Regions from separate parts of the Mus musculus genome. Here regions 2, 3, 4 and 5 are each linked to region 1. A link is a contact called in public Hi-C, HiChIP or PLAC-seq and capture Hi-C data. All regions are on one chromosome and are shown on one strand. The core of a region is the stretch at or near the end of the contact, and the rest is flanking DNA. Distances in the headings are between cores, read along the strand shown.

Evidence for each region. Hi-C and Micro-C count contacts between places; a contact is called where the count stands out from the background. HiChIP or PLAC-seq counts read pairs in DNA pulled down with a chosen protein or histone mark. Capture Hi-C pulls out chosen DNA fragments and counts their contacts.
Region 2: a capture Hi-C map of macrophages shows a contact between it and region 1, with 5 times the contacts expected there. The contact joins the promoter of Adck2 here to the promoter of Zc3hav1 in region 1. A contact is called at or near these places in 3 of 39 promoter capture datasets (liver and pre-B cells), 1 of 115 datasets of contacts at active chromatin or transcription factors (bone marrow-derived dendritic cells) and 1 of 9 other capture datasets (macrophages).
Region 3: a contact with region 1 is called in a Hi-C map of B cells, with 13 read pairs. The contact joins the promoter of Slc37a3 here to the promoter of Zc3hav1 in region 1. A contact is called at or near these places in 2 of 484 Hi-C or Micro-C datasets (B cells and regulatory T cells), 1 of 115 datasets of contacts at active chromatin or transcription factors (thymic regulatory T cells) and 2 of 9 other capture datasets (adipose tissue and liver).
Region 4: an H3K4me3 HiChIP or PLAC-seq map of embryonic forebrain shows a contact between it and region 1, with 6 times the contacts expected there. The contact joins the promoter of Dgki here to the promoter of Zc3hav1 in region 1. A contact is called at or near these places in 1 of 39 promoter capture datasets (hippocampal neurons) and 1 of 115 datasets of contacts at active chromatin or transcription factors (embryonic forebrain).
Region 5: a FOXA1 HiChIP or PLAC-seq map of pancreatic cancer cells shows a contact between it and region 1. The contact joins the promoter of Mkrn1 here to the promoter of Zc3hav1 in region 1. A contact is called at or near these places in 1 of 39 promoter capture datasets (hematopoietic stem and progenitor cells), 1 of 484 Hi-C or Micro-C datasets (CD4 T cells) and 1 of 115 datasets of contacts at active chromatin or transcription factors (pancreatic cancer cells).

The regions. Positions count from the first base shown.
Region 1 is chr6:38,353,184-38,355,883 of GRCm38.p6, forward strand. It overlaps Zc3hav1 (zinc finger CCCH type, antiviral 1), which reads right to left and starts at 1,420. Exons shown (of 13, transcript NM_001347122.1): 1 at 732-1,420. The coding sequence starts at 1,039.
Region 2 is chr6:39,572,611-39,575,310 of GRCm38.p6, forward strand. Adck2 (aarF domain containing kinase 2) reads left to right here and starts at 1,266. Exons shown (of 8, transcript NM_178873.3): 1 at 1,266-2,596. The coding sequence starts at 1,691.
Region 3 is chr6:39,376,422-39,379,121 of GRCm38.p6, forward strand. It overlaps Slc37a3 (solute carrier family 37 (glycerol-3-phosphate transporter), member 3), which reads right to left and starts at 1,286. Exons shown (of 15, transcript NM_028123.3): 1 at 1,198-1,286.
Region 4 is chr6:37,298,579-37,301,278 of GRCm38.p6, forward strand. It overlaps Dgki (diacylglycerol kinase, iota), which reads right to left and starts at 1,398. Exons shown (of 34, transcript NM_001081206.2): 1 at 985-1,398. The coding sequence starts at 1,370.
Region 5 is chr6:39,419,064-39,421,763 of GRCm38.p6, forward strand. It overlaps Mkrn1 (makorin, ring finger protein, 1), which reads right to left and starts at 1,306. Exons shown (of 8, transcript NM_018810.2): 1 at 1,036-1,306. The coding sequence starts at 1,220. Gm10244 (predicted gene 10244) reads left to right here and starts at 1,315. Exons shown (of 2, transcript NR_152168.1): 1 at 1,315-1,589; 2 at 1,677-2,231.

The sequences.
Region 1 (2,700 bases), core at 170-2,669:
GTTAAGCCACATTATTTCATGCAATTTGAGACAGTGGGTCGGTTGCAAGAAGGGGGGGGGGTGTCGTAGTACAGGCCACCACGCATACTAGGAAGAAGGCTGAGAGGCCACTATACCTTTAGTTATCTATCTGGCCAGGTGGAGAGACAAGGAGTGAAGGGTCACAGCGATCCAGGAGTTGGCGCACCCGAGACACAGGAGACTGGGCAGCACCGCTAGGATTCTGGGGCGATCGCAACATTCGAGGTACCAGAGTAGCAAGGAGAAAAAGGTGTGCCTGCAACTTCTACAAACTCTGGTTGGTGCAAACGTACTTTAATTAGGATTCTGGTGGGAGGTGAGAAGGGTAGAGAGGCAGCCTTGTCCGCCTTTCCAATAGCGCTTTGGCTACAGATTTTTCAACCTGGGGGTCTAACTTCACAGGAGTCGAATATGACCATTGGAAAACACAGATACTTGCATTACATTTCATAACAGTAGCAAAATTACAGTTACGGAGTAGTAACGAAAATAATTTTATGGTTGAGGGTCACAAACCTGAGGAACTGTATTAAAGGGTCGCAGCATTAGGAAGGCTGAGAACCACTGGTCTAGAGATTAGGAGGGATAGAGGGAGAAGGGGTTTGCAGCCGAGTGAGCCATATCCACCCGGTTCCCGCCTCCCCTAGGAAGCTGCCCCGCGGCGCCGGACTAGGCAATTAGAGAACCTTCCCCATTCCCGCTGCACTCACCGCTGGGACTGTGCATAGTGGCACCGGCCGAGCAGATTAAGCTTGCAAAGGTGCAGGCTGTCGCAGGGTCTCTGGCAGTACTTGCGACGGCAGACGCGGGCTCGAGTAGTAGCCACCACCGACCGAGTGATCCCGGCCTGGTCTCCAGTCTCCAATAGCACAAAGCGATCGGGCCCTGCTGCCTTCAGCAGCTCGTAGAGTTGCGCTTCGGGGAGGCTGATCTCACCCAGCAGTTCCTCCAGGGTCATGCGGCCCCCGTGAGCGCACAGGATCTTGGTGATGAAACAGAATACCTCGGGATCCGTCATGGCGCGCTATGGCTGCCGCTGCTCCGGCCGCTGCGCGGGACTCGGCTTCACGGAGAATCGAAACTTACGCGCGGTCCCAGGGGCGGACGCGGGCGGTGCCGCTCGCAGAGCAGAGCGGTTTCGCTTTCCAACTCCGGCGGTGGTGTCGCGAGGCCCGACCTCGACGACGAGGTCCTGGGGTCAGATTTAAAGTCAGCCGCGCGGGAGAGCGAATGGGAAGCGAGCGACGTTAGGCGGGCAGGTCCGCCGCGGCGCGGTACCCTCGGTTCCAGGCTAGACGTGAGGTCCCCCGAGCTCGGGACTGCAAGGCTGCTACCAGGAAGAGAGGAAGTAAGGACGTTCGTGAGGCTCGGGTGGAGTTTTGATGAGCCTGAGGAGAGTGACGCATCCTGGGGGGCCCACTAGAGGCGTCCTCAAATCAGCCCCACCCAGCCCCGGAAAGAGCAGACCTGGTGAGCGCTTCCTGTAAGCGGGACTCTCCGCCGAGTGTCGTCAATGCTCGCCACCACCTTAGGACATGGATATTATCCGAACTCCGCACTTGGGGAAATAACTTGAAGGAACAGGTGGAGCTCGGATGACCGAGGTTCTCGAGAGTTTGTTTCCGGGCCTGATTCCGCGGCACCAGATCTAGGATTACGCACTTTCTACCCAGTGCCGAGCCCCTCTTAGAGGGCGGTGATTGTTACTCTCCCTGGTTTCTTACGTAGCCTTCTCCAGAGCTATTTGAAGACCCACTCTTTGATCCTTTCTGGCCTTGCTAACTTAAAATCTCCAATTTTGGTGCCTCAAACCAACTGCTTAGAATGTCTTCAGATTTCCCCCACCCCTCCCCCCTTGGCATGAAGATGATTTTTAAGGTAAACCCTTACCTTACCGTAGAGTTACTGTAGAGACAGAAGGAAATAATAACTAGATTTCCCTTTGAGGAAAGCAAAGGCTGATGAAATTAAAGAGCCATCCGTGTCCCCAGGGAGCTTTCCGGAAGATTCTGCTGCTCCAAACATTAGCATTAAAAAAAAACTCCGATTGTCCTTCCAGACTCCGTAGTGAAACACACTCACCACACACAAACCTTATACGCTCTTCGGCCTCCTCCCCTTGTTAAATTGTGACTTTAAAACTTCTTTTGCACAATTGTGTTTAGTTTGTCTCATCTGTATTCTCAGCTAATTTGCAGGCCAGTAAACACTAGACCCAAATTAGAAAAAGAAAGGGGCTTTCCTTTCAGCACTCAGAAATGAAATGAATGGAGCGCTCACCGATCAGATGGGAACCCTTTCTTTAAAATCTGCAGGCACGGTGCAGGAGAAGTGTGCACTGCGATGCTTTCAAACTTCACAAGAGGGAGGTGCGAGTGACCCCACCCACTCAGACAAACACACGCTAAAATAATATTAAAAGCTTGGCGTGGTGAAGGCATGCCGGTAATATCAGCACTTGTGAGACTGGGGCAAAGGGATTATTGGCCAGGAAGATAATTGAGCAGGTAAAGGCACCAGTTGCTAAAACACAGGACACTAATTTGACCCCCAGAATTTCCCCACATGCTGGGAGAGTTTACTCTAGCAAGTTGCCCTCTGACCTCCACAACACTCTTTCTCTTCCTTCCTCCCTCCCTCCTCCTCCCCCCTCTCTCTCTGATAAATGTAATTTAAAAT
Region 2 (2,700 bases), core at 16-2,515, 1.2 Mb after region 1:
TTCCTTCCTTCTTTCCTTCCTTCCTTCTTTCCTACTGGAATTGAAAGTGAGGGCACCGTGCCTGACACCTGACCACATTTCAAAGCAGTGTAAGGCATCATGTCTGCCTTGGGAAACCCAAAGGGTGTACCCCATCTTTTAGAGTTAGGAACTGGACTGTTATTGACCATACAGGAAGAGCCATTGGCCACTCCACTATTCCTGACTGTTAGTGGCCCTGATCTTACCTTTGGAGAAATTACTATATCTTCTGAGCCTTCTGGATGGCCAGGGGGTGTGTGTCTTGAGGTTGAATGACATGTCCAGTGATAGGAACCCTGGCCTTGTCCTTGTTTCTCTTTTTCTATAATCCTTTTCACCTGGGATGTCTTTAAATCTACCCTTGGTCAGACTTTTGTGCAAATTTCTTTCCACACAGGGACAAAAGCTGTTGATAGGTAGTAGGGACTGTGGTGCCCCAGGGCAGGCAGCTTTTTAAGTTCCAGAGCGCTGAGAAGAAATTGCAAGCCCTTTCCCTGGCTATGTAGGCTCAGTTCCCATGCTCTATCACCTACACACACACACACACACACACACACACACACACACCCCTCAGAACATCAAAAGTCTTTCCTACTTTGGAACTTTTATTTGGCTCCTCTCCCAACACCCTTTTTTTCTTCTCCAAAGTAGCCCAGCCTATGATTCAACCAGCTCCTCACTGCTTCTGTGGCCCTTGCTACATTTTTATTTCTATGACATTTATTTTGTATGTGGGGGACACGACTTAAAAGGAATTGGTGACATCCTTCCTTCATGTAGGTTCCACGGATCGAACTCATTTATTTCGTTGGGCTTGACATAAAATAATATCGTTACCTATCTAGTTTAGTATATATTCTTGTGACTCAACAAATATTAAATTAAATTCAAGAAAGACCTGATTTGGCTCAATAAGTCTTAGTTAAGTGTATAAGCCATTCCCTAAGGTCTAAACACCGCCGCTAAGTCAGCGTAGCCTGAGACTCAAGAACTCAGCAGCTGAAAAATCTGTCCTTCCTTTGGACCCACTTGTAATATTCAGTGTAGTTTAATATTTCTAGGATTTAAGCTACGAGGCTGTGAAGAGGAAAGGCAGACGCGGAAAAGAGGGCTACAGAGCTCGCGTCTGCGTTTTTTCTCTAAATCATCACAGGAACTCGATGTGCCCAGGCGCTTTTGCCCTAGTTCGCGCCGTGGCCCCTTTAAGGAGCATGTCGTGGGCAGAGAGGGCGGAACCAGGTACCGGAAGCTGGGAGCAGCGCTGGCCCGGACGCTTAGTGCTCTCTCTCTCTGCCTGGTTGTCACTGCCCGCTCTGTGCAGGTCCCGAGCCATCGGCTCGGCATCTCCGCCGCCCCCCGGGAGCCTGGCCCGTGAGCCCGCCGGAGCGCGCCTCTCAGGTCTTCCCGCGGCCCTCTGAGGCTTCGTCGTTCTCTCTAGGCCGCGGGTCCGCATCTCCGTCCCTGGCGCTCGGCGACTCCCTGCACTCTGAGCTCTGGCGCTGGACAGCTTGTCACCCGTGGTCCCCGGCTCAGGTCCCCGTTATCCCTCCCCTCCTGGGCTGCGCTAGGGGGCGCGGTCCGACTCATCCCCGCTTCGGCACGGAGCGTCTCCACAATGGCTTCCCTTTAGGTAGAGAACAAGCAGTCTAGGCCAAGGGGTCTAGAGAGGATGGTGACCCCCTGGCGTTTGTCTGTCAGGGTCTGCTTGTCACACTTAAGATGCTTTGAGTTCAGAAAGGAACTTGGGCATTCCAGACCCCTGGGATGCTCTCGCAATGCCAGACTATGTTGGTTTCTGCTAGGTACTTTGCCCAAATTAATCTCAGCCCATGGCAGTGTTGGAGAGGGGGCGCCTGGCAGCTTGTGCCAGAGAAAGACTCACTGGAGTGACCTGGCGGAAAATGGACTAGTGGAGAAGGTGGCCCAAGAAGGGCCTCTGGCCCGCGTCTTACTGTGTCTCCGCCTAGGGCTCCGCGCTGGTGTGCTCTTGGCGAAATTCTTCCCCCTCCTCTTCTTGTACCCTCTCACCTACTTGGCCCCTGGCCTCTCCACCCTCTGGCTCCATCTGCTTTTCAAAGCTACAGAGACCTCAGGCCCAACATATATCAAATTGGGCCAATGGGCCAGCACCCGGCGCGACCTCTTTTCAGAGGCTTTCTGTACCCAGTTCTCCAAGCTGCATGTCCAGGTGACCCCCCACCCTTGGGCAAGGACGGAATACTTACTCCAGCAGGCATTTGGGGAGGATTGGGGCAGCCTCCTCTTTTTCGAGACCCGGGAACCTGTAGGTTCAGGTTGTGTGGCCCAAGTGTACAAAGCGTTCGCTAGTATTTCCTTGTTGGAGGAAGACAGGATCTGGAGACTTGGGGAGCTCTCTGCCCCAGGAACCAGGGCCGTGGTGATGCAGAGAGAGCCCTTTATGAAAGACCGGAAGCCTTCAGAAAACCTTGCCGACGAAGCATTTCTAGAAAAACTGCTTCTTCCTAAAGCTGACCTTGGTGGGTCAGAAGTGGGTGTGTCTCAGGCTCCCTGGCATCTGCCTAAGTCAGATCACCTCATCCCAGTGGCAGTGAAAGTAAGTGCTCTCAGACCTTGCCTAGCACTTTAATCAAGTACCTACCCACTGAGCTGTCTGCCCCAGATCCGAAAGAGACCCTCGTGAGGGGCACATTGCTTTCT
Region 3 (2,700 bases), core at 36-2,535, 1.0 Mb after region 1:
CACACACACACACACACACACACACACTTTTTCTTAAAACTGCCGCATTACCACAGATGTTAAGGACTTAGCTAGCTGTTTCAGGGTTCCTAAAACCACATCCATTTATACCAGGGTTCCTAAGGCCAACTTCTCCCTATTTTCTTTCAAAGACAACTACTTTCTCCTCTGCCCTTCAGACAAAGCCCTAATCGTGCCAGTTATCACTGCAACAACAGCATGTCATCCTCACTTGAGGACCAGGCACTCATCCAAAACCTTAAACAATGAGCACTGAACTGCTCCTGAAAAACAGAGAACTCTGACACTAAAGGTCAAGTCCATTTACTTCACTTCTTTCCTCACTTAAGGATTAAATGAAAGGATTTACTGTGTGTTTAGGGCAGACTCTGTTTTACTTACAAGGAACATCTGGCAAGTGGCAAAAGAATAATTCAACTACCACAGTAGTCGAGGTGTTCTCTTCATCAGTGATTGTTTCGTAAACAGAAATGTGAGTGAAGACATCAAGCAATGGCTAAAGAGGCTCGCCCTGGCAACTAGGTATCCTCTAAACATTTCAGTAAAATATCACGGCATCGCTTAACATATTGCAGAAAATGTTAAAAGTGGACACATCCCCATTGTCTTATCAAAATTAAGAACAGGCCACACTCTACAAATAAGAACAACCAAAGTCTGACATTCGAATAAGAAGCAGAGCCGAATTCCCTGAGGTCGTGGCAGTTACTCGAAAACAAACCCCTAGTTTTTCCACGAAGTCAATTCTCCCTCTGACCTCCGTGCATCCTATCCAAACGCCTCCCACCCTACCTGAAACGTGGCCCTCCTCTTGCTAAACCATGAACCCTTTCCTTGGGTTTCATTTTCTTCCGTTCAAACGTCCCATGAGCCAAGATCGGTGGGCCGAGGGGAACAAGTACCCCCTACCCGGGAGGTCTGCGTGGGCTGGGCTGGGCCACCTTCCCTCTCTGGTGTCTGGTGTCCTCCTCCCTCTGCGGTGCACACAGCCTCGGGACTGCACAGCGGCAGCACCAGGAGCTCCGGTGGGGTCCCGGTGGGGGTCTGGTGGGGGCCAGCTGCCAGCGGCGCCCGAGCCGCCACACCCACCAGCTGTCCGCGCTTCCCACGCCCGAAGCCCACCGCGCGCCCAACCCGGCCAGGACCCCAAGCACCCGAGCGCACGCAGGCTCGCACCTGAGACCCGCCGAAGAACCCGCTCCGCTAGACTCCGCTCCCGCCGCCCCCGCCGCCACCTCACCCAGCGGGATGTGGCCAGAGCTTCCGGACGCTCACGTGACCTCGGGGACAGGTGCATGCCGGGAGCTGTAGTCCGCCAGTGCCGCTTTACCTGCGAGCTGTAAAGTCCACTGGTTGGGTTTAACTGAGCTCCTGCAGGAAGGGACTAGGTCCAGAAATGTTAGCGGAGAAAAGCAACGAGTGAGAGATATCATTTGAGAAGAACCGATAGGCTGACCATTTTTTCAAGAGGAGGCGTTATTCTGTTTTAGACTCTTGTTTAATTAAATGCAGTTGTCCATATAGGTAGGAATAGTCATTCACCTGTTTGTATTCACAGCTCTGCACCCCATTGCCATTGCACCAAAATAAATAGTTCGTATTAAGATCCCCAGCAGCGTAGCTGGAAAGATGATTAAATACATACATATGTACGTACATACATACATCTGTGCATTTTTTTTTTTAAAAAAGATTTATTTATTTATTATATGTAAGTACACTGTAGCTGTCTTCAGACACTCCAGAAGAGGGCGTCAGATCTTGTTACAGATGGTTGTGAGCCACCATGTGGTTGCTGGGATTTGAACTCTGGACTTCGGAAGAGCAGTCGGGTGCTCTTACCACTGAGCCATCTCACCAGCCCACATCTGTGCATTTTTAAAAATGGAACTGTAGAGGGCTGGTGAGATGGCTCAGTGGGTAAGAACTGCTCTTCTGAAGGTCCGAAGTTCAAATCCCAGCAACCACATGGTGGCTCACACCATCAGTAATGAGATCTGACTCCCTCTTCTGGAGTGTCTGAAGACAGCTACAGTGTAATTACATATAATAAAAATAAATAAATCATTTTTTAAAAAATGGAACTGGAGAGACGGCTCAGCAGTTAAGAGCAGTGACTGCCCATCTAGGAGACTTAGATTTGGTTCCATGGTGACTCACACTCTAGTTCCAGAGGACCTGACACCCTCATCTGGCCTCCGTGAACATGACACACACAGAGACATACAAAAACACATAAATAAAAATAGAAAGGGGGAGAGGAAGACGTGGAGGAGGAGAAAGAGGAGAGAAGGAAGATTCCCGTGCTACCACCCAGTTTCCTCTTTCAGGGCATCCAAGGCCAGGTAGTAAGAACGCTTCCACCCGGCGCACGCCTTTAGTCCCAGCACTCGGGAGGCAGAGGCAGTCGGATTTCTGAGTTCGAGGCCAGCCTGGTCTACAAAAGGCACTCCTGGACCTGGGTTCATTTCACAGTTAATCTTATGTCTTCGGTGACATCCACCAAACTCTTCTTGACTTACAGACCAGCTTTTAGCTAAACTTTACTAAAACCCTGAAGGGTTTTGGTTAGGAAAACTGAAGCCACAGCAATAGACCCAAGATCCCCCAGCAGAGGAGACGCTGGAGTAATGAGCTAATGCAGAAAGTCTTAGGGTCACCTAAAAGTAACTCAGCAGC
Region 4 (2,700 bases), core at 148-2,647, 1.1 Mb before region 1:
ACTCTGAGACCCAGCAAGACTCTGCTTATGGCCTCAACTTTTAAAAATCACCAGTGAGGGTGGTCTCGGCGCCGTCTCTCGTGCCTGGGAATGGGAGAGCAGTGTAAGGAACCTATGAAATCTTCCCTTTGGTTTGGATCCTCACACAATTGGGGCTTCATAAAGCGTAATTGGGTGGACGTTCACCGTACACTGTCCTAGTGTCAAAGACACATCCAGCCTCAGGTGCCAGTGTGATCTCTTCTCACCAGCACTGGGACGGGGGGTGGGGGTGGGGTGGGGGCAGGGGGTTGGGGGGAGGTAAGCCTGGGAGTAGGCTGTCCACACTGAGAGAGGGAGAGAACACACAGGCATGTAACACCAACACCCACTGACATACTTACATACCTACAAGAAGAGACCCATAGCTCACTAGTCTTTAACAGACAAGAACGTCCCATAAGGATTTCTGTTCTGTATGGCTTATTCTTTGCTGCCTGTCAGAACAGATCTCAGCGATCCGGTTAGTGCCCAAGGCTCACCCAGTGAACTCGGCAAGGATGGGGGAGTGTGGAGATGACACTAGCCTAGGGACAACTTTGGCAACTCTTCTAACTGGGCATGTCTGGGTTTGCACCCCATACACTCACAGATGTGGTTTTGATCTTGTTCTGACCTTAGTGTTCTCTTCTGTTACAAGTGCACCCCTCCCTGGGTGTTACAGGGAGAAGAAGCTGGGGCACCCCACTTCTTCTCTTCAACCCAGAATTAGAGGATGAGAACAACATATCCCCAGGAGAGAGAGACAGATAGACAGACATACATAGAAGCAAAACCACGGAGGTACGAAGGTTGAAGAGAGAGAGAGAGAGAGAGAGAGAGAGAGAGAGAGAGAGAGAGAGAGAGAGAGAGACTGAACCCCAACTCTACAGAAGTGCCTCTCTGGAGCTAGAGCAAGTGTCCCCCGCCCTGGGCGGCACCTGTCTCGCTAGCTCCCGCGCCTACCTGTAAGAGACCTGCTTCCGGAAAGTTAAGTCCCTCAGCTTCTCCTCCAGCGCCTCTTCCTTCTCTTTCTGTCCGGCGGCCGCGGGCTCCTCCAAGGCAGCAGCAGCCGCTGCCCCTGCACCCCGCGGGTCCGCGCCGCCCTCGGCGCCCAGGCAGCAGCTCCCGGCGCCGCTTCCGCTGCTGCTGCTGCCACCCGTCGCCCCTCTCTCCTCTCCCGCCGAGGAGCTGGGGTTCATGGCGACCGCTCCGGCGGCCGCGAAAGAAGCCGAGGTGGTGCCGCTGCAGAGGCCGGTCGGGCTGAGGGCGCTGGAGGCGGCGGGAGCGCGGGCAGGTCCGCGCGCCGCTGGCAGGGGCAGCAAATGGCAGCCCCTTCCCGCAGCATCCATCCGCGGCTGCACCGCACCGGGGCATTGTGGGAAACTCCGTGCCTCCACTCCCCCTCCCCAACCAATCAGAGGCCACCTCTCTCCGCCTCCCCTCGGCCTCGCCCGACCAGCCGGCTCCCTCCAATTCTCCCACCCCTTCTCCTTTTTCTAAATCCAGAGCAAAAGCCGGGACTGAACTTGAACTCTGCCTGCAGGCAATGGATCGCAGTGGAGGAGAGAGGGAAAGGGTGGGAGCCGCGGGGCTTAGGACGCTGGGGACAAACACTGGTCATCAAGAAAGGAGAGTGCCCAGGGAAACTTGGAGGCAAGCCGGGTTGCCGCGCCCTGGTTAGCGCACAAGGGAAGCGGACCCGGACCCAGGAGCTACTCAGCACTGATGAGCTGCTGGGCACATCTCAGTCCAGTCCACTGATGACAGATGCCCGAGGCAGCATTTTGTCCGTCACCTTCTTGCAGCATCAGAGCTGGCGCCAAGCAGTAACCTCCAGACGTGGGGGACCTTTGGAGGCCGGGGTGGTGGGGTGTATCTGGAGGAACCTTGGGAGGAATTTTTTAACCATGTGAATTATGGAAGGGGCTAGATTTAAGCTCCCGCTTCTTCTTCTCAAGGAGAGGGTCGGTCGGGACATCTTCACCCATGAACGCCCGCGCCTAGATCCTTGCTTGGTGCCTTCTAAAAGCTTAAAGATGCTCCCTAAACAGCTGTTAATTAGATTGAATCGGATCACAGGATCCTCGGTGAAGCAGAAGGCTGAGAGCAGAAGTGGGGACCCGAGCGCCTCGTGCTGTGGGTTCCTATGCTAAGGGTTCACAAGAAGAGGACAGGAGGAGCTAGCCCAGGAAGGGGCTTCTACCGGTTCAGACACCAAGGCTGAAACCTAATGCGCTGGAGGAATGTAATGTCTGCTCTCTCAGTTTTTTGTTTCTAAGACTATTGAAATCTGTGCGGTTTGAACGATGGGCAACGAAGTGTTTAAGACAGATCATTTTCTAAATTAGATGTTTTTCACCCAGGAAATCTCTGCTGTCAGGAAACGCGAGAAAGATCTATGCTCAACAGTAAGTGCAAGTAACCAAACTACCTATGTAGATGTATGTGCTAGTAAAGATGGCCTTCTTTTGCCCTAAAATTAGGAGGTTGAGCAAAGGAATCTCAAGCCTCGCCCAGCTCTCACGGTGTGCAGTTCCCCTCACATGTACATTATATAAGACAGGGCAGGGACTTTTTCAGGGAGAAAGGGAAAAAGACTACCTGTTGGGGATCAGCACTACACACACACACACACACACACACACACACACACACACATACACACATACACACACATAC
Region 5 (2,700 bases), core at 56-2,555, 1.1 Mb after region 1:
CAACACCGAGTTGTTCATTAGGAATTGCCTTTAGCATTTGCGGTTAATAAACTGTCCTTGCCGGGTTTAAAGTGGCATTTCCTTTTAATTTTCTTAGCCGATAGAAAAGCGTATATAGTCCTTCCTGGTAGTTAAAATCTATATACTCGGGCGTGGTATCATCTCACCCCTGCACTCCCGCACTAGAGAGGCAAAAACAAGAGGATTGCCGAAAATTCTAGGGCAGTCAGACTATATAGGTCAACCGGGGCCACACAGTAGGACTGTCTCAATAAGCCCCCTCCCATCGTTAATACAAACAATCCTTCCTCCAACGTTTATAGCTGGGGAATTATTTTTTAACATACGTACTGTATAACTGTCACCTGATCATACATTTTCCCAATAATTTCGTCTCGCTTACCAAACAAGAACCAAACCTCTCTGGTCGGATCTCCTTTCTCGCAAAGAAGAACGCCTCTCAAAGGGACAGTAATAATAATGGCAGTTCATAAAACCAAGGGTGGAAGAGCCTAACGCCGGCTCCGAACGCTCGGTTCGGAGACAAAGCTCGGAACCGCCGACCACCGACTTACATACAAAGGCATACAAAAGCGGCTGCTCCCGGCGGGGCGGGGGTGAGCGGCGCAGAGAGCAGAAAAGACGTTACAAACGGATAGCCCGGCTCGGAGCCCCGGGGCCGGCCGAGCTCGCCGGGACCCTTGGAGGGTCTCAGGGCGCACCGAGGGTCGTTAGAGCCCGATTCGCATCGGCGAGCTCGCGCCGCATCCCCGAACCTGTAGCGATGGAGGCCAGGGCGGGGACACCGGTCCTCTCCGCACGCACCGGGGCGCCGCTGAGCGAGGCGAGGTGACGGGACCGCCCTGCAGTCCGAGCCCGCAGTCTGAAACCCGCAGCGATGCCGCGGCCAACCTCTGCGGAGGCTGACGCAGCGATGCTGTACGGACAGCCGCAGCGGGGACCCCGCGACGCCCGCCTCCGCCTCTTGCTCGGCCCCGCAGCCCCCGCCCTCCGCCGCGCCACGCAACGTCCTACCTGCAGGTGACCTGTTTCGTCCAGCCGCCGCCGCTGCCGTCGCTGCCGCCGCCCCCTCCTCCCGCCCCCGGGGACGGGGCAGCGACTGTGGGGATAGAGGTGAGGGAGGCCGCTGCCACCGCCGCCGCTGCCGCTCCTGCTCCTGATGTTGTGGCTGTTGTTCCGGGAGCCGCAGCCTCCGCCATTACTGTTTATCCCACACAGCAATGGCCCCGGAACTTCCGGGATCACATAGTTCCGGTCCGGCTGAGAAGGAGAAGACAGCGAAGGGAGGGGAGGGGAGGGAGGCTGAGGAGCCCGAGAGCTCTGCGCCAGTCCCGCGCCGTGTCACCGCGTCTCCGAGCGCTCAGGTCTCAGGAACTGCGGGCTCCGCAGGGCACCCGCGGCCCTCCTCCGGCGACGCTGATTGGTGATGGCTTAGGCTCCGCCCTAAAGGGGCGTGATCACACGCTTAGCCAGGTGTGCTAGGATGGTCCTGGTCCTAGCCATCCTAGCCATCAAAGGACCACATGCAAGGACCAACTTCTGCCTATGGCTGGTGGCGCACGTACAAGGTGGGGGAAGGCCTGGGGCTGTGTCTGCTCTTTATCTAGAGTGAGATCCCAACCTATTGTGTTGGGATCTGTTTCTTTCTCTCACAGGAACTGTCAGAATCCCTGCTGATGGAAGTGCCCAGGTGGGCCTGGCGGCAGACATCTTGGAATCCCACCAATGTGAAGACTTGAGTATCACAATGGCTGCAAGTTCGAGACCAGCCCAAGCTAAATAGATCCTGTCAAAGTAATAACAGTAATGTTGTAAATGAATTATGTGTGGTAGCCTGTTTGTAATACCAGCTCTTGGGAAGCTAAAGGAAAAAAGTGTTTGGTTTTATACCTGACCAGGAACTGAGGTGCATATTTTACATATCAAAGCAGACTTGACCTCCGGACTTCCCTAGCGTCCTTTTAGTCCCTATCTGGCATTCCCTGCCCCCAACCTTGAACTTTCCAGCCCAGGAGCTAGGCTGCCCTTCACCCCAGAGGCTCCTCCCTATATTTCTAGACATTTTCTCTGTCTCCTCTCTGCCTGCATGCCCTTTCTTTTTTTCTCTCTCCCTTCCTTATCCCATCCTTACCCCCGTGGCGACTCCTGAGGCCAGTGAACTAGCCTGCCTGAGAGAGCTTCCCAATAAACCTGCCTTTAATAGACTCGAATCTAGTGTGAATTGGCTCATTTCACCAACATCAGAGAAATAACCTATCAAAAAGGGTCACAGGCTTGAGGCCAGCCTGGGCTACACTGCAAGAATCTGTCAGTAAGCAGACAGCCTTCAAGGACATGCTCCCAAGTACTGGCTCCCAGCTAACTATGCCCATTCCCCTAGAGTTTCCACCATCAGGTTATATGAATCCACTGATGAGGGCAGTGCCAATCATTTCTCCAAAACTGTGTCTAAGCATAAATCACTGGAGTCCAAGACACATCACATGAACTTCTGAGGAACATTTTAGATCCAAAGTTCTCTCTCCCTCCTCAATAAAGTAAACCTGGCTGGACTTCAATGAACAGAGATCTGCCTCCCAAATATTGAATCCTGGGGTTTAAAGACTTCACCACTGTCCCCCTTTATTTTATTTTACTTTTAATCTTTAAGATTTGTTGCACAGCTGTTGGGGAGGTAGC